6 separate regions of the Mus musculus genome follow, and regions 1, 2, 3, 4 and 6 are each linked to region 5. A link is a contact called in public HiChIP or PLAC-seq, Micro-C and promoter capture Hi-C data. All regions are on one chromosome and are shown on one strand. The core of a region is the stretch at or near the end of the contact, and the rest is flanking DNA. Distances in the headings are between cores, read along the strand shown. Region 1 holds the start of Ddx19a (DEAD box helicase 19a). Region 2 holds the start of Ldhd (lactate dehydrogenase D). Region 3 overlaps Znrf1 (zinc and ring finger 1). Region 4 holds the start of Aars (alanyl-tRNA synthetase). Region 5 holds the start of Rfwd3 (ring finger and WD repeat domain 3). Region 6 overlaps St3gal2 (ST3 beta-galactoside alpha-2,3-sialyltransferase 2).

What was found. Promoter capture Hi-C pulls out the DNA fragments that hold promoters and counts their contacts. A called contact is a pair of places that touch in the nucleus more often than the background predicts. HiChIP or PLAC-seq counts read pairs in DNA pulled down with a chosen protein or histone mark.
Region 1: an H3K27ac HiChIP or PLAC-seq map of microglia shows a contact between it and region 5, with 7 times the contacts expected there. The contact joins the promoter of Ddx19a here to the promoter of Rfwd3 in region 5. A contact is called at or near these places in 8 of 39 promoter capture datasets (the C10 cell line, cranial neural crest, hippocampal neurons and 3 more), 13 of 484 Hi-C or Micro-C datasets (cerebellum, cortical neurons, embryonic stem cells and 2 more), 3 of 115 datasets of contacts at active chromatin or transcription factors (bone marrow-derived macrophages, memory CD8 T cells and microglia) and 3 of 9 other capture datasets (adipose tissue, embryonic stem cells and pancreatic islet).
Region 2: a promoter capture Hi-C map of liver shows a contact between it and region 5, with 4 times the contacts expected there. The contact joins the promoter of Ldhd here to the promoter of Rfwd3 in region 5. A contact is called at or near these places in 5 of 39 promoter capture datasets (the C10 cell line, cranial neural crest, embryonic stem cells and 2 more), 2 of 115 datasets of contacts at active chromatin or transcription factors (embryonic stem cells and epiblast stem cells) and 1 of 9 other capture datasets (liver).
Region 3: a promoter capture Hi-C map of liver shows a contact between it and region 5, with 2.0 times the contacts expected there. The contact joins the enhancer-like site here to the promoter of Rfwd3 in region 5. A contact is called at or near these places in 2 of 39 promoter capture datasets (the C10 cell line and liver) and 1 of 115 datasets of contacts at active chromatin or transcription factors (effector CD8 T cells).
Region 4: a contact with region 5 is called in an H3K27ac HiChIP or PLAC-seq map of embryonic stem cells, with 11 read pairs. The contact joins the promoter of Aars here to the promoter of Rfwd3 in region 5. A contact is called at or near these places in 9 of 39 promoter capture datasets (3T3-L1-derived adipocytes, the C10 cell line, embryonic stem cells and 5 more), 53 of 484 Hi-C or Micro-C datasets (B cells, CD4 T cells, ECoMG myeloid progenitors and 23 more), 14 of 115 datasets of contacts at active chromatin or transcription factors (the 230-238 cell line, bone marrow-derived macrophages, effector CD8 T cells and 7 more) and 3 of 9 other capture datasets (adipose tissue, embryonic stem cells and liver).
Region 6: a contact with region 5 is called in a Micro-C map of embryonic stem cells, with 5 times the contacts expected there. The contact joins the enhancer-like site here to the promoter of Rfwd3 in region 5. A contact is called at or near these places in 3 of 39 promoter capture datasets (the C10 cell line, liver and pre-B cells), 1 of 15 datasets of contacts at CTCF or cohesin (the NIH/3T3 cell line), 13 of 484 Hi-C or Micro-C datasets (cerebellum, embryonic stem cells, nephron progenitors and 1 more) and 3 of 9 other capture datasets (adipose tissue, embryonic stem cells and pancreatic islet).

What each region holds. Positions count from the first base shown.
Region 1 is chr8:110,996,381-110,999,080 of GRCm38.p6, reverse strand. It overlaps Ddx19a (DEAD box helicase 19a), which reads left to right and starts at 1,258. Exons shown (of 12, transcript NM_007916.2): 1 at 1,258-1,414. The coding sequence starts at 1,358. Gm51551 (a long non-coding RNA gene) reads right to left here. Exons shown (of 3, transcript XR_003947457.1): 3 at 2,625-2,700.
Region 2 is chr8:111,628,949-111,631,648 of GRCm38.p6, reverse strand. Ldhd (lactate dehydrogenase D) reads left to right here and starts at 1,313. Exons shown (of 11, transcript NM_027570.4): 1 at 1,313-1,410; 2 at 1,594-1,706; 3 at 1,902-2,043; 4 at 2,227-2,368; 5 at 2,504-2,663. The coding sequence starts at 1,339.
Region 3 is chr8:111,583,737-111,586,436 of GRCm38.p6, reverse strand. All of the region lies in intron 1 of Znrf1 (zinc and ring finger 1), which reads right to left. Among named protein-coding and RNA genes, the nearest start is that of Ldhd, 45 kb to the left of the region's middle. Within about 2 kb of position 1,301, at least 19 of the 459 cell types and tissues checked have an H3K27ac peak or open chromatin away from gene starts, as enhancers often do. A contact at or near this core is called in liver, where this site is marked.
Region 4 is chr8:111,032,456-111,035,155 of GRCm38.p6, reverse strand. It overlaps Aars (alanyl-tRNA synthetase), which reads right to left and starts at 1,314. Exons shown (of 21, transcript NM_146217.4): 1 at 893-1,314.
Region 5 is chr8:111,298,960-111,301,659 of GRCm38.p6, reverse strand. It overlaps Rfwd3 (ring finger and WD repeat domain 3), which reads left to right and starts at 1,438. Exons shown (of 13, transcript NM_146218.4): 1 at 1,438-1,525. The coding sequence starts at 1,480.
Region 6 is chr8:110,969,032-110,971,731 of GRCm38.p6, reverse strand. St3gal2 (ST3 beta-galactoside alpha-2,3-sialyltransferase 2) reads right to left here. Exons shown (of 7, transcript NM_009179.3): 5 at 2,499-2,544; 6 at 2,069-2,188; 7 at 1-1,630. The coding sequence ends at 1,457. Among named protein-coding and RNA genes, the nearest start is that of Gm51551, 19 kb to the left of the region's middle. Within about 2 kb of position 1,406, at least 300 of the 459 cell types and tissues checked have an H3K27ac peak or open chromatin away from gene starts, as enhancers often do. A contact at or near this core is called in adipose tissue, cerebellum, embryonic stem cells and 3 more, where this site is marked.

The DNA.
Region 1 (2,700 bases), core at 9-2,508, 300 kb after region 5:
GAAGAAATAGCCATGTTCTTGGTACTAGAATAGGTATGCTTGGTAGTGCAATTTCAAGAGGACAATGGGCAGTTAGACTCAAAATATATGCATTTTGAGACTAGGTCTCCTGTAGCAGAGACTGGCCTTGCACTCTCAATCTTCCTCCTACACCTCCCAAGTACTGGAGTTAAAAGTGTTCACTACCATTCCATTAAAATTTTGCACTATTTTAAGAGCATCCTTTTTGTGAAGTGCCTAAGTCATTCAAACAGCTTTACACAACTATCATGACTTAAAATGTATCCCAACAGAGGGAAAGTACTTCTCTTATCCCAGTATTTGGGAGGCAGAAAAAAAAAAAAAAAAGCCACGGGATACATGAAATTCTTGACTCAAAAAAAAAAACAAAAAAAAAAAAACAAAACTAAATACATATCCACACACATAGGATGTAACTCTGTTTTGTTTGTTTTTAATTGTTTTTTGAGACAGGGTTTCCTCTGTGTAGCCCTAGTTGTTCTGGAATTTGCTCTAGTGGCCTCTGCCTCCCAAATTCTGAGATTAAAGGCCTGTGCCACCTATGCTCAGATCATTTCATTCTTAGTTGTATGTATATGCATGTGTGTCTGCGACTGCAAAGGCCACTAGAGAGCGTTCTATTTTTTTAAAAAATATTTATTATTTATATGTAACTACACTGTAGCTGTCTTCAGACACACCAGTAGAGGGTGTCAGATGTCATTACGGTTGGTTGTAAGCCACCTTGTGGTTGCTGGGATTTGAACTCAGGACCTTCGGAAGAACAGTCAGTGCTCTTAACCGCTGAGCCATCTCGAGAGAGAGCGTTCGATCCCTTGTAATCTAGGTGTTGGAGATTATTAAGGAGGAAACCGAGTTCAAGGTAGCCTTGTTTTAAAACAAGATACCTAGTTTCAAAACCAAAAAATGGGTAAGTATTTTGGTTATGAAATGAAGCGATTGGGCGAGTACTAAGTAACTCTGCAGAGCTCTAGGACGTTAACTCAATTAGATCGCACCTAGCGAGATGGAATTTTTTTTTTTTTTCCTCCTCTTTTTAGCATTTCGAGACAGGGTTTCTCTGTGTGGCCCTGGCCGTCCTGGAACTCTCTCAGTAGATCAGGCTGGCCTCAAATTAAGAAATAAGCGACTCAGGACCTTAAAGTGCTAAGCTCCGCATGCTTATCTTCCTGGGGGCGGAGCGTGGGTGGAAGACGGACGCGCGGGGCAGGAACTGACGTCAACTCCGCGCGGGTCTTTTTCCGCTCCGTGTGAGTGGCACTTGGCGCGGGCTTGCGTTCGGCGCTGGTGTTGGCGGGGCGCGGAGCATCTCTGCAGGTCGGCTCGCGTCGGGACCATGGCCACCGACTCATGGGCGCTGGCGGTGGACGAGCAGGAAGCCGCTGTCAAGTCGGTCAGTGGCCTGGTGGGGATTAGGGGACTGAGGCGGACATGGTTTCCAGCACGGGGACCTCAGAGCCGGGCCAGCCCGCGCTCGCTGGAGTTTGCTGTGGGCGATCACTTAGCGCGGCGGATTTGCTCCGACAGCGAAGAAAACCCGCAGCGAGCTTCTTATCCGAGTTTGGACTGAAAAGTTGCTCCCATGGTGACATTGTCTTTATTAAGTGTGTGAGGCCCCAAACTGGCCCTTCTCTTGACCTCTTACAAGAAATGGCAACATAAAATTCTCTCTTTTTTTCGTTGTTGAGGGGTAGTTTTTGAGTGAGTTTATGCTGCCTTTCCCCTAACAGCCCCACATTCATGCTTAACCGCCAAGCGGCAGTTTGTAGCTCGCCAGAATAACGGGTTTTGTTTGTGTTAATGCTTCACTTAGCAACAAATGCAAACTGTCTAGTTGCTATTTTAAGTGTCGTATAGTTTTTGTTAGATTGTTTTTGTGTTTTTGGAGGGGTGCGTTGGTGGGTTCGAGACGGTGTAGCCCAGGTTGGCCTCTGACTTGCTAATTAGCTGAGACTGGCCTTGAGAGCTCTTGCATCCCTATCCCTCCGCCTCCTCTTAAGTGTATGAGTTACAGCTTTGCTGCCTGTGTTTTTGACACAGCCCAACTGGCTTCACTATTTACCTCGGGGTCGCCTCAAATACTTTCTTTTAATATCTTATGTTTTCTATGTGTGTGTATGGGTGTTTTGCCTGTTCGTATCTATGCACCACACTTGAGCCTACATATGTTAGAAGAGGGTTTTAGATCCCCTTGGAACTGGGATTTACAAACTGTTGTGAGCCACCATGTGGCGCTAAGAACCAAACCCTGGCCCTTCCGCAACAGCAGCGAGCTCTCTTAACTCTTAAACCAATTCAGCTGAAGAATGAGCAGTTGATTTTCTTTTTTTTTTTTTTTTTTTTTTTTTTTCCATTTTTTATTAGGTATTTAGCTCATTTACATTTCCAATGCTATACCAAAAGTCCCCCTTACCCACCCACCCCCACTCCCCTACCCACCCACTCCCCCCCTTTGGCCCTGGCGTTCCCCTGTACCGGGGCACACAAAGTCTGCGTGTCCAATGGGCCTCTCTTTCCAGTGATGGCCGACTAGGCCATCTTTTGATACATATGCAGCTAGAGTCAAGAGCTCAGGGGTACTGGTTAGTTCATAATGTTGTTCCACCTATAGGGTTGAAGATCCCTTTAGCTCCTTGGGTACTTTCTCTAGCTCCTCCATTGGGAGCCCTGTGATCCAGC
Region 2 (2,700 bases), core at 64-2,563, 330 kb before region 5:
AGCTCCCCTCCTGTTGTCCCTGTTTTAGAGAACCCACTGTCCGCTGGGGGGTTTCGTTCAATTCTGTAGTCTTGGAGGGTGCCCCAATCCAAAAAGAGCAAATAAAAGCAATTAGATCTATAACTAAATTTGCTATTTTAAGGATTTCTTTTTAGTTTATAGGTATGAGTGTTTTGCCTGTGTATTTGGCCCACAGAGGCCAGAAGAGGGTGTTTGATTCCCTGCTTGGGATTTGAGTTACAGATGGTTGTGAGTCATCCCATGTGGGTGCTAGGAATTGAACCCGGGTCCTCTGCAAGAGCAATCAGTGCCCTTAACTCTGATGCTATCTCTCCACCACCCCATTCCCTATAACTAAATTTGTCATTTTGTCTTGTTTTGTTTTCTTTTGTTATGGCTCAGGCTGGCTTCATCTCATCCTCCTCCTAACTCAGACTCTCTGTGTGGGTTTACAGGTGCATACCATAAGGCCTGGCTGGCATGATTTTCTCTTTTTACATATTCATCCAAATGTGGTTGGTGAATTAAGAGAGAACCACCAACTCCACGAAGTTGTTTTCTGATCTCTACGCATGCACTGTGGCGCGTATGTTCCTCCATCATGCACACAGACACAATAAAGCTGGATAAAAAAACTAAATAAATTAGGAGTTTGTATTCCTGACCGGAAGGAAGAGAGTCATTGGGAGGTAGTTTAGCTCAGTGGTGGTAGCAAAGGCTCTTCTGGAATTGCTGTGGGAGTTGTTTGGAACCAACAGGATGGTCTTGGAATTAATCTCCTTCCCTGCTTTTCCTTAGCACTCCTCTGCAAGGCGGCCTTTCTGGGCACTGCACTATGCTACCCACTCTGTCCCAGAATGACCTCTGGAGTTTCCCTCTTCGTGGTCATGGTGGCAAGTCTACTCTGTGGCATGCTGTTGAGGCTTGCAAGGTGAGGAAGGCTCTGCCTGACAGGGAGTCAGGAGATGATTCAGGGAGTAGGGCACAGTGTATGTGCCAAGGTTGCAGGCCGGCCTGAGCTCTGGAATGGAAAGGAAAACTGCAGCTTAGAGATCAAAGAAGAGGCTGGAAGTGTAGAAGACAAAGTCCGAGTGCCCGGTGGGACTTGAAAGCCTCCGTACACGATGTTTGTTTGGAGGGCTCTTCGGGGAGCAGCAGTTAGTTGACTTGTAACACGTGAAGTAGCTGTTGTCCTTCTTTTCCAGATCTGCAGAGGCCACCTTAAACCGGCTCCACCTTAAGCAGGCTCCACCCAGGGCAGCTATTGGGCACAGCGAGAGGCAGGCTGGCAAGGCTTCCTCTCCGCCTAGTTATTCTCCCCTTAGCTGCGGTCTGGCTATGGCCATGCTCCTTCGGGTGGCCACCCAGAGGCTGTCTCCCTGGAGGAGTTTCTGCTCCAGGGGGTCGCAGGTATAAGTCTACTTGTGGATGGGGTCCCAGAGGGTGGAGAGCCCGACGTAATGTCCTCGGGGCTCAGTGACGTCACCTTGCAGGTTGACCAGCCCCTCATTCTTCCCACCCGGCCACAGGGCAGGTCTGTGGCTCCCTCCGACTGTCTTTCCGATGACCCCCTCGCACTTTTCTCCCCTGCAGGGTGGACTCAGCCAGGACTTTGTGGAGGCTCTGAAGGCAGTTGTAGGGAGCCCCCACGTGTCCACTGCTTCTGCAGTCAGAGAGCAACACGGGCATGATGAATCGATGCACAGGTATCAGAAGGGACTGAGGGTCCCTGTCTCTCTGGTCACCTGTTTGGAGTTCTGGCATCCTTACACGGAGAGGTGCTCTCTGCCCTGATCTGCTGAGGTCCCTGTCCTTGGGTCCTTAAACCATTGCAGGTTCCTGGATAAGAGAGGGTGAGAAGCTTCCATCCTTTTCAAACCTCTGGGCCTGCCTGCTTCTAGGTGTCAACCTCCTGATGCTGTGGTTTGGCCTCAGAATGTGGACCAGGTCAGCCGAGTGGCAAGCCTGTGCTACAATCAAGGTGTTCCCATCATCCCATTTGGCACAGGCACCGGTGTTGAGGGGGGAGTCTGTGCTGTGCAGGTATAGTGGGGGTGCCCTGGGTCTGGTCCCATTATACAGGACACATTTACAGCTCTCTTCACCTGCCATCCCAGAGCTTTGGTATGGTTGCTGCAGGCCTCAGCCATAAAATGGGGCTCTAGCGGGCTGCCTCGGGCCTAGAGACCTAGGTTGGGCAGCTGTTTTTGACTCCCTTGCTACCAGGGTGGAGTGTGCATCAACCTGACCCATATGGACCAGATCACGGAGCTGAATACAGAAGACTTCTCCGTGGTGGTGGAGCCTGGAGTCACCCGTAAAGCTCTCAATACCCACCTGCGTGACAGTGGCCTTTGGTTTCCTGTTGGTAGGCCTTGGACTAACCACAGAGTACCTGACCGAGGGCTTGGGGGCGTGGTCTGAGGGATTTCACAGGGCCCCATCTTTCCCACAAGAGGGAAAGGGCCTCTGCAGTTGCCCTCTCCAGCATTTCATTCTCTAGACCCAGGCGCAGATGCTTCTCTGTGTGGCATGGCAGCCACCGGGGCCTCGGGCACCAATGCTGTGCGCTATGGAACCATGCGGGACAACGTGATTAACCTGGAGGTAGTGCTGCCTGACGGCAGGCTGCTTCACACCGCAGGCCGGGGCCGCCATTACAGGTGAGCACTGCCTGACCCAGTTGCAGGGCCTCCTGGA
Region 3 (2,700 bases), core at 52-2,551, 280 kb before region 5:
CTCCTCTCTGATGACTTAGTGTGTGTCAAATTGACATGAAACTAGCCAGCACACAAGAAAACCTTATATTTCCAACAGTCCAAGGAAGGGAAAATGATGATTTCAGTTGATACAGAAAACAAAGTAGAATTCATTACTATTTTATGTTTACAATTCTCAATAAAATAGGAAGAGGAATACCTAATTGAAAAAATATGAGTATCTTTACCAAAAATTACAGCAAATTTATTTTTTTTAAAGATTTATTTATTTATTTATTTATTTATTATATGTAAGTATACTGTAGCTGTCTTCAGACACTCCAGAGAGGGGATCAGATCTTGTTACAGATGGTTGTGAGCCACCATGTGGTTGCTGGGATTTGAACTCCGGACCTTCGGAAGAGCAGTCGGGTACTCTTACCCACTGAGCCATCTCACCAGCCCTACAGCAAATTTATATTCAATGGAAAAACCATTGTTGAACATAACTGTGGAGGCACTGATCTGCAGGTCAAGGAGGGGAAACCTTAATATAGACATTAGAAAGGAAGAGATAATAATTGCTTTTTTATATCATGTAAACCACAAGATCTATTTATCAAATTGCATCTTCTATGTCAGCAATAAATTAGCTAGAAACAAAAATAATAGAAGAAACCATGTTTCTAGTAGTAAGTAACTTAAAAAGGAAGGTGCAGCACTCTTGAGACATCCACTAAACAAAGGGACATTATATATTCTTGCATAAGATCTGACATTATAAAGATGGTAATCTTAACTGACATAAATTCAGAGCTACAGAAACATCAGCAAAGGTTTGGTGAAAACTTCTATTCACAACTTAGTCACAAAATAAATTTTTTAAAATTGCAGCACATGAAGATTGTGCCTCCTTTAGCAAACTTGTACTTTCACAGGGAAACAAAAAGGTAAGCTCGTCCTCAGAGGCTGCTGGCCACCACCACCGACTGGCGGAGGAGCTTTGTTTTCTGAGACGGGGTCTTTTGTAGTCCAGGCCAACCTCAAACTTAGTCTCATGTAGCAATGATGACCATAAACTGATCCTTCTGCCTCTCTCTACTTCCCAAATGCTGAGAGTACAGGCATGTACCACCCAGCAGACATAAACCCTTTGGTTAAAGGGCGCCTCACTCTCCTTCTCTACTGGATTTTTCTCCCTTATCAGGAGAAGGCTAACAGGAGTGGGTCCTTCCCTGGACCAAGAAGCAGAGCAGTTTTGCAATGTGCTCACAAGTGTTCATTTCTCCTGACATCAGTGGACACACATGGTGCCAAGTGAAACCAGATGCATGGGGTTCACAAAGTATCCAGAATGATTTCATAAGATGAATCTTTCACTTTCAAAACCACCAGCACGCTCTCTACCTTCACCTACTAAAGCCAAGTGTTGAATGGACGATCTCAGTCTTGGGGCTAATTATTCTGCACAGCTCTGAGGATGCATGAGGGAGGCTGGGCATAACTAAGGCCTTGCCTACACTAGGAATGTGCTCTATTACCGAGCTAGCTCTGCACTCTAAACCCGTGGGCAGGGTCTCACCGAGTTACTAGGCTTACACAGAATGGCCTTGAACTCCACAGGCTTTGAACGTTTGACTCTCTTGCCCTGCCTGTGGTTACTAGACAACTGGACTAAAGTATGAAACATCAAAGTGAAAGACTTTATACTTTATATTTTTTAAAAAATTAAATTCAGTTGGGTGGCTGTGGCACACACCTTTAATCCCAGCACTCGGGAGGCAGAGGCAGGTGGATTTCTGAGTTTAAGGCCAGCCTGGTCTACAGAGTGAGGTCCTGGAGAGCAAAGGCTACAGTGAAACCCTGTCTTGAAAAACAAAGCCAAAAAGCCCACAAAAGTCTAACAAAGCATCTTTTACAAATCTCTTATTTTTAGTTTATGTGTATGAGTGCTCTGCCTGCAGGCCTGGTGCCGAACAAGTCCAAACAGGCACCAGATTTCCTGGAACTGACGTTAAGGATGGTTGTGAGCTGCCATATGGGGTGCTGGGAACTGAACCCCAGTTCTCTGGGAGCAGACAGTGCTCTTAACTGCTGAGCCATCTCTCCAGCCCCATCACCATGTACTTTTTAAAGCCCTCTAACATCACACTCACCTAAAGCAAACACTGTAGACGTGGGGTCAGAAATGAAGGGAATTGGGTAAAATTGGCAGTGTCTACACAAACTGGCTCACCCAGCACACGCACATCTTCCGCCCTCCTCCTGACTGAAGAGTTGGGGACTGAGCCAATATTTTCACATAGCATGGGCAGGGAATAGACAGCATACAAACTCTTTTAGAAAATGTCCCCAACTACTGTCTGGGCAAATCTTGGTGTCTGTCTGTCTGTCCTATCTCTCCCTCTCTTACCAATCCCACCTGTCTCCCGCTTCTTGGGGCAGATCCTATGACTCTGTTCCATTGGCTGGCCTGGGCTTCGCTCTGTGCACCAGGTTCTATTTTCCTCACCTAGAGTGAGCTGAGGATACCAGTTTATCCCTCTAAACTTTCTTCCAATTTTAGGACTCTGTGTTCCATGTGGGTGCCTGGTGCCTGCAGAGGCCAGAAGATGGTGCTGGATCCTCTGAACTGGAGTTACAGATAGCTGCTAGCTTTCATGTGGATACTGGGATTTGAACCTTGATCCTCTGGAAGAACAGCCCATGTTTTTAACAATTGAGCCATCTTTCCAGCGCC
Region 4 (2,700 bases), core at 65-2,564, 270 kb after region 5:
ACTTTTATTTATTTGTTTGTATTTGCAAGCTTGGGGCCAGACCCAGGGCCTTGAATTACAAGGTGACTTCAGCCACAGGACCTTGTAACATATTTCCATTTACAAGCTAGCCGTTCTGCCTGGCCTCTCCTTTCCCTTCTTCCTAATGAGGTCGTTTTGATCAATCACAAAGAAACATACTTAAGCAAACCTTTCCTTTCTTCACCAGGTCTCTCCTCTTTATACTGTCTCCTAGCCTCAAATGATTTATTTGGTGTGACTATTTAATGCTCACCTCCCAATCACAGTCTATGTTACATCTCAGTAGGAATCCTGGCTGGCTTCACTTCACCGTTACAGTGTATTTTCAGTATCTAGTAAAGTGGTCGTCACCCATGCTCATGATTAATTATACTAATCTGTAAATAGCATGCTCTGCACTAACATACTCCAAAGCACACCAGGAAACTTAGACTGTTTGAAAAAATTGCTGAATATATTTGTTCGGGTGAACCTGAAGGTATCAACTATTCTGTTTTTAAGAATCGAATCGGGCCGAGGGTCGTAGCACACGCCTTTGGTCCCACCACTCTTGAAGATCTCTGTGAGTCGAGACCAGCCTGGTCTACATAGTGAAACCCTGTCTCAAAACAGCAACAGAAAGAAGCGAGTCTGGAGTGCTGGCTCACGCCTGTAATTCCAGCACTTGAAATGCTGAGGCAGGAGAACTGCCGCGAGTTCAAGGCCAGCCCGGGTTACAGAGTTGAGTTCAGGCCAGTCTGGGGTAAGGTGTGAGAACCTAATAAAGAATGAATGAAGATGCCTCTTAGAGAGACTCCATTTATCTTAGTCACCCTGCTCTTCAGGCCTGGTTCCCTAACCCCCTAAGAGATTAAAATTAGAGGAGACAAACCCTTAGCTCTGGGTGGCGACTGAAGAGCAACCGCGATCTTCCCAAGGTCTTGGTCCTCTGCAAGTCCACCAGAAACCACACCACTCTCAGTGCTCCGAGGGAATAGCAAAAGCTACTCTCGAGATCCGGCTCCTGCGGAGACCGGGTCCTGACCCAGGCCAGGGGCGGGACCGCCCGGCAGCCCGCTGCAGCTGCCCCTCCCCCTCCAAGCGCCGGCTCTTCTCGTAGAGCTCTCGGGGCTCACTTGCTTTTTTTCCCGAGGGTCCGGGTCCCCAGGTCCTTCCTTGCCCGGAGCCCACCGCCACTCGCCGGCAGTTACCTGCTCCCTCAGATGCGCACAAGAAGCTATACTCACCCGCCACAACCGGTGCCAGAGCCGTACCTCACCATCCAATCAGAGCGCTCTGATGAAAAGTGACCCGCTACGCCTTGTCATCCTCTGATATGATTGGTCCACTGGCATGCCAATCATTCGGAGCGCGAATGAGCTAACAAGCCGGTTTCTGGGAAGGCTCCTGGGCTCGGCTGATGCAATGCTCAAGAAAGCTAGGACATGGAGTGTCACGTGACAGGGTTGACTATTGGCTTCAGGAGGCAGACATTTTGGGTTCTATTGGCAAAGCCCTAATAGTTGACAGTTAACAAGAGGAATGAAAACATGAATTTGGTGGCGATCACAGATTTTGGCATAGAACTGTTTAACTGCAAAGTGATACACGTACCTCAAAGGTTCGTTTTTCGGCCTTTTGAAACGGAGCAAGGTGGTCTTGAAATCAGGGGATTTGCCAGTCTTGCAGGTGTGCACCAATCAAATGTTCTTATTGTTATCGCGTATAGATCGGCATGCCTTCTTTAACGGTACCCTGGACTGAAATAAGTGCTTCAACCACGCCGAAGCGCTTTGGCACTGACTGATACGTCCGGTTCTCTCTTTGAGACAGGGTCTGGATAAATTGTCCAGGTTGGCCTTGAATTTTTCACTCTTGTCTTAGCCTCCGGAGTAGGAGGCAGTACAGTCCTGTGACATTAGGCATAGCTTTATATTTGTCCTTCAGGTCCCAATAAGAAGAAATTCGGGTCTTGATTTTGAAGAGGAAGAAATGACGTAACCCAAGTTAAAGGACATCTGTCCCTCTGTTTGCTTTAGAAAACAAGTCAACATTCTTAGGAAACGCCTACAACGGTGACGCACATCCATAGTCCCAGCACTTGAGAGCCAAGAGGATCAGAGCTTAAGGCTACCCTTGGGCCTTGGGCACAGTCTCAAAATAACACACACAAAACCTAAAATCTATAGGTAAGGCATCACACTAAAAAGTTCACACACCGTTTAATTTTTAAACTGTATTATCAGGTCTGCTAGTACCACTTTTTCACAGATGAGGAAACCCCAAATTACACGAAAACTTTTTCATGATGTACAGCTTTACAGAACAAAGAGAGTCATAAGTCAAGGTAATTTTAAAATATAGTGATGGTTATATCTGAAAGGCGACTATAGCAAGATGGAAAGCTTTTCTATAGACCCAAGATGTTATCTGATGGCATCTTTAGCTTTTTGGATGGTGGAAGCCAGTGGTCTGGTAAGTTAATAGATTCCAAATGGTTTCTATCTGTTAGTACAAGACTTTATTAGTTCAAACACAGAAATGGACAAAGAATGGTTGTTTTCAGAAGGCCAGAACTAGTCCAAGACAAATTCAATTAGCCTGTGAGCTTACGACATTCCTGTCTTCACAGTACTGACCTCAGATCTAATCAGTCAATTAGTATCCACAGACATAGTATAGTCTCTTTCCAGTTTTTGT
Region 5 (2,700 bases), core at 189-2,688:
GCAGATTTCTGAGTTCGAGGCCAGCCTGGTCTACAAAGTGAGTTCCAAGGCAGCCAGGGCTATACAGAGAAACCCTGTATCGAAAAACAAACAAACAAACAAACAAACAAAAATCCTTTCTCCTTATTTTAGCCACTCGGGACACCAGCAGCAGCTTGTTCTGATAGCAAGAAAAGGGAAAGGATAACTGTCGGTACACGGGGAACTGAAGAAGTGGCTCACAGGTAGAAAACTGGCTGCTAGTCCCCAGGCTCCGTTCCCAGCACTTACTTATTTTCTGTATATGAGTACACGGTTGCTGTCCTCAGACACACCAGTAGAGGGCACCAGATCCCACTGATGTTTGTGAACCACCATGTTCCTGGGAATTGAACTCAGGACTTTTGGAAGAGCATTACAGTGATGTTAACCACTGAGCCATCCCCTCAGCACTGTGAAGAGGGCTTTTGGGTTGTTTGTTTGTTTGTTTGTTTGTTTAAAGACCTTTAAGTAAGATTTCCTTCTTCAGAAACATGTTTGGAAAATCTTACGTGACAATTTATATTTCCAAGCCATTTATCATAGTAGTTTTCAAGTTGAAGACATTGTGCAAGATTTAAAAAAAAAATTTTTTTTTCCGACCATTGCGGACAAGTTGCTCAACCCAATGAGAGACTCTACAGGCTCTGGAACTCTGGGGACAAACTTTTAAAATCATCGATAAACTCTTTAATAAAACCTTAGGAAGAAGCAGGGGAAGTCACTTTTAAAGAATTATTTATTTATTTTATGTATATGAGTACACTGTTGCTGTCTTCAGACACACCAGAAGAGGGCATCTGATCCCATTACAGGTGGTTGTGAGCCACCATGTGGTTGCTGGGACTTGAACTCAGAACCTCTGAAAGAGCAGTCAGTGCTCTTAACCACTGAGCCATCTCCCCAGCCCCCGGGAAGTCACTTTTAACATTTTCTTTCTTTCTTTATTTTCTTTTCTTTTTTTGGTTTTTCGAGACAGGGTTTCTCTGTATAGCCCTGGCTGTCCTGGAACTCACTTTGTAGACCAGGCTGGCCTCTGCCTCCCTGAGATTAAAGGCGTGAGCCATCACCGCCCGGCCACTTTTAACATTTTTCACTCTCAGTAGAAGAGGAAGGGGAAAAAAAAAAAAAAAAAAACCAACTCTCTTCCTCAGGGCTTCTTCCCGCCGAACAGTTCAAAGGAAGGGGCGCGAGATGGCGGACTCCGCACGACTACCAATTGCAGGAGGCGCCTTGGCCGGAGGTTCTCGCCCAGAAATGTATCAAAGGCTGACCAATGAGGGCGCCACTATTTCAGCTGGCGGCGACCGACGGAAGAAGAAGAGAAGAGATTGGTCGCCGTCCGCAGTGGCTGGCCAATAGGAGCTCGCCGAGCCGCGGCTCCAGCGGGGGCGCCTCAGGGTCCAGAAGAGCTGCTGGGCGCGGGCGGAGCGGGTGCGCAGTAGGGGATGCGCGGTAACGATGGCCGAAGTCGCGGTCGGCCAGGCGTCCGACTTGGTCCCCTCAGGTGAGGCTGCTCCCTGCTTCTTCTCCGCCCTGGGGGCCTCTGGATGCGGGTGGTGGTCCCTTGCTCTGCGGCTGCTCACGGGGCCCAGCGAGGTGGGCGGAGGGCGCGCTGGGAGCTCGGCGGTCTCCTTCGGTCCGGCCTGAGGACCTCGACCTTCTTCCTCCTCCTTTCCTGAGGAATGGGGGGTGGGGGAGAGCTCGGGAGGAGCTGAGACGGGGCTCGGCTCGCACCGATTGCGGACCCTCCACGGAGTCGTTCTCCGGGTGCTTCCCGCGCGGGTCGAGCCCCGGTGACTGACTCTTTGACCCTTGTCGCTCGCTGTTTTAACTTTTATCACCGCAGCGGAACTGCGACCGAAGGATATTTTCATTCTCCTCTTCCTGCGGGGAGGCGGGCGTGGGCAGACAGGTTAGGAAACTTAACTTTGGTTCCGCAGCTACTAACAGGGCGAGCCTGGATACGAACCCGGGTCTGACTGAATCCCCGCGGGCTCCCGGCGACCTGTTTATTGGGGCAGCCGTCGCTCCCGCCTTCTGTGTTTATCGAAACCAAAGCTTAGCAAGGGTGGGGGGCAGAGGTGGAGTTCACGGTCTGAGGGCCGCTGACTTTTCGGGGCCATCGGACTAGCGTTTGTGTCACTTAAAGAAGGGGCTCATACGAGCACGAGCCCAGGATTTGGGGAACGTGTTTTGTTTTTGGATGTGTGTGTGTGTGTGTGTGTGTGTGTGATTGAGGAACTAAATTGTAAACTTTAAATAGCAGCCTGTAAGAAGCACTGTTCAGAGAGGACAGTTAAGTGCATCTAGACCTAACTTAGGCATGCTTATTTGTGACAGTCCCCCTCTGGAATCCGGACTGCTCTCAAACTTGAGGCAATCCTCCTCTCTCTCTCTAATGATGGAATTACAGTTTTGAGGAAATATGCAAGGAGTATGGGGGGGGGGAGCTATTTTTAAAAGATAATTCTTGTGAGGATGTCGTTAAACTTTAGAGCCATATTAAAAGCATCAGTTCACATATTTTTGAGTAGTGAAGAGCTTAATTTTTAAAGCCTATCACCTTTTTTGCATAAAAATTTAAAATTGATAAGATTCTTTTCTAGAAGTCTGCTAGAGTTTTAGTAGTGAACAGCTCCTGGTATATTCTTGATTGTAGCTTTTGGTTTATCATTTTGG
Region 6 (2,700 bases), core at 157-2,656, 330 kb after region 5:
GAAAAATAAATTACTCTTCTCAATACTGTTTGGCATAATTGCATTGCTTTCCCGTTTCTCATCACAGCAGCTTGAGAGCAGAGATGAGACAGGCAAAAACTGGAACGGTGACTATGTGCGATGGTTCGAGCCCTGAGAGGTTCTGCTATACGCCCCTCCCTTTTTTTTTTTCCTCCACCCGTGCTTTTGAAACTGGGAAGGAACAGACTCGAGCAAAGTTCTCCATGTATTAGTTTTTAGGGTTGTTGCCTCATCCCAAACCTCTTAACACTCTCCCTTATGTGTGACTGTCCCCCAACCAGGCTGCTTGGTAATGTGAACTCATTAAGAATGGGAAATATTTATGTGGACGCTGCAGCAGGGACGTGTTTTCTGCGGCCTGAGACATTCACTGAAGCCCTTTCTCCCAGTGAACCTCAACTGTGACCAAGTCATGCAAGTAGCTTCCAGTTGTAACCCCTGATTCTTGACTGAGCGGCCCTTCTGGAGCTGGAGAGTAGGTTAGAACAGGCGAGTAAGCAGGGTAAAGGTGCGGACAGGAGGAGGCATGCAGGGCAGCCACCAATCCGCTCCTCCCCAGCAAAGCTCCGAGCCATCTGCGCGAGGCCCCGCAAACAATTGTCAAGCAATCTTGGTTGGATCGCCATCCCTGGCAGCTTGAGGGTAACTAAAGCATGAGTCCAAAGCAAATCCTACCCCCAAGCAAGAGGCTGCCTGCTCCTCTTTGGGGTGACAATGAAAGAAAACGGTACATGCTCAGGGATCTCCTTTCCAGCCAACTGTCCAACCGTGTTGCTCTCTCGCGCCTTAGGGCTAAAGACACGGGTCACGTGTGGGAGAGCAAAAGCAGCCGAGTCAGGGTGGTCTCACTTTGTCTCCGAATCAACAGGTGAGCTGGAGAGGAGGCCCAGGACCTAAGGACAGACGCTGAGAAGGTGGTAGGAGACAGGAGTGAGGGCACATGTGAGAGAAGCACCTTGCATGTGACCCGGTGAAGCTTCCTACCCGTTCCTGACACTAGTGAGGCCCTAGGGAGATCAACCCAACAGGGGGTGAATTCAACCCCCTACTACCTGGTGCGCCACGGAAAGCCCTGGAGAGTGTCTCACCGGAACCACATTTCTTTGGATGGCTTCACTCACCCACCCGGCCTAAGCTGGAAATGAGCAGTTCAAGGCGCTCCTGCCCAGCCCCAGACCCGCCTCTTAAAAAGCATCAAAATTCTTATCCAAAGCAGGTTTAGGGGAGGGGGTCGAGGCCCGCCGCCTCCCAAGGCCATGATTGGTGGAGACGGCGGCGCCGGAAATTCTCCTTGAGTTGCGTGATTGGCTAAGAAAGAAGCTCCTCCCAACTGCAGCACTGATTGGTTGCTGGGGACGGCGCAGTCTGATTGGTGGGCTGCAACCGGCGCTTGCCGGACCCAGAAGTGACTGGTTCTGAAGGCGCTCAGGGCCGCTCAGTTCCCTCGGTAGACCTCGATCTTGCTGGCCTTGGCCAGCATGTCGATGATGTGGGCTTCGAAGTCGGCGTCATGCACGCCTGTCTTCCGGAACTCGCCCGCGTACCGGTTGTTCTCCCAGTAGTGGTGCCAGTTGCCTCGACTGTCGGCCCCGAACCCATACACGTTCACCTGTGAGGAGGGTGGCACAGGGGTCACTGGGAGTCGGGGGCGTGGTTGGGGACACCCAGGCCTGACATAAGGGCACTGACTCAGAGGGGACTTCTGTCTCTTTCTCATTTGTGTTTCGCTTTTTCACGACTGGGTCTTATGTAGCCCAGGTTGGCCTCAAACGCTGCTCCTGTCTCAAACTCTCCGTATCTGATTACAGGTGCCACCATGACCCTGCTAAAAATGTGCCTTTTAAATGAAGTAGTTTTGTTAGTAAATCTTAAAAGGTAATGACGATGGGAAATGCAAAAATATTGTTTATAGGAATAACAGATATGAAAAAACATGGTTTCTGTTTACAAAAACTACTTCCCGGGAACCACAGCTAAGATGGGGAAAGGGCTGTTTCCTCTGTTTATGGTTCTCCTAATTCTGCTCTAGACAACACCGACTGCCTACCTCATCACACACATGTAGTGCAAAGAAGAGCACCAGCATTCCTGTGGAAGGGTAGCGCCCGTGGTGCTCGGTCCACCTGTCGTGAATGTACTTGAAGAAGGCTGGGTTGTAAATCTGGACCTGCAAGGAGAGAAAGGTACATGAAGGGCTTGGAGGTCTGGAGATTTGGGCCAGGCTCTGAACAGCTTCTAGCAGTTCCTCGGGAATGCAGCACATGGGTATTCCTAGGTTCTTGTGTTCATTGTAGGGGTCAGGCATACCAGCAGATGCAGATCCCACACCTGCCCCCTCCCCCTGCACCCCCAGGACAGGATTTCTCTTGGGTAGCTCTGGCCATCCTAAAACTCACTCACTCTCTTGGCATCGCTTGAATAAGCCAGCATAATTTCCATGGTGGTGAGAGTCAAAAGACAGGGGGTAGAGAACTTACCTTCTCTTTGTCCACTCGAAGGAAGGACTTCACTGGGGCATAGGTGCTGCAAGAAAACAGGAAAAAAAACCTTTCAGATGGCAACACATTTGCTCCTGATGACCAAATAGTGACACCCTCACAATTTCTAGACTGACCTATTCCCGTTGCATGTTCGCCACTGCAGGGCCATGATAAAAACCTTCAGTGGCTTTCGGGATAA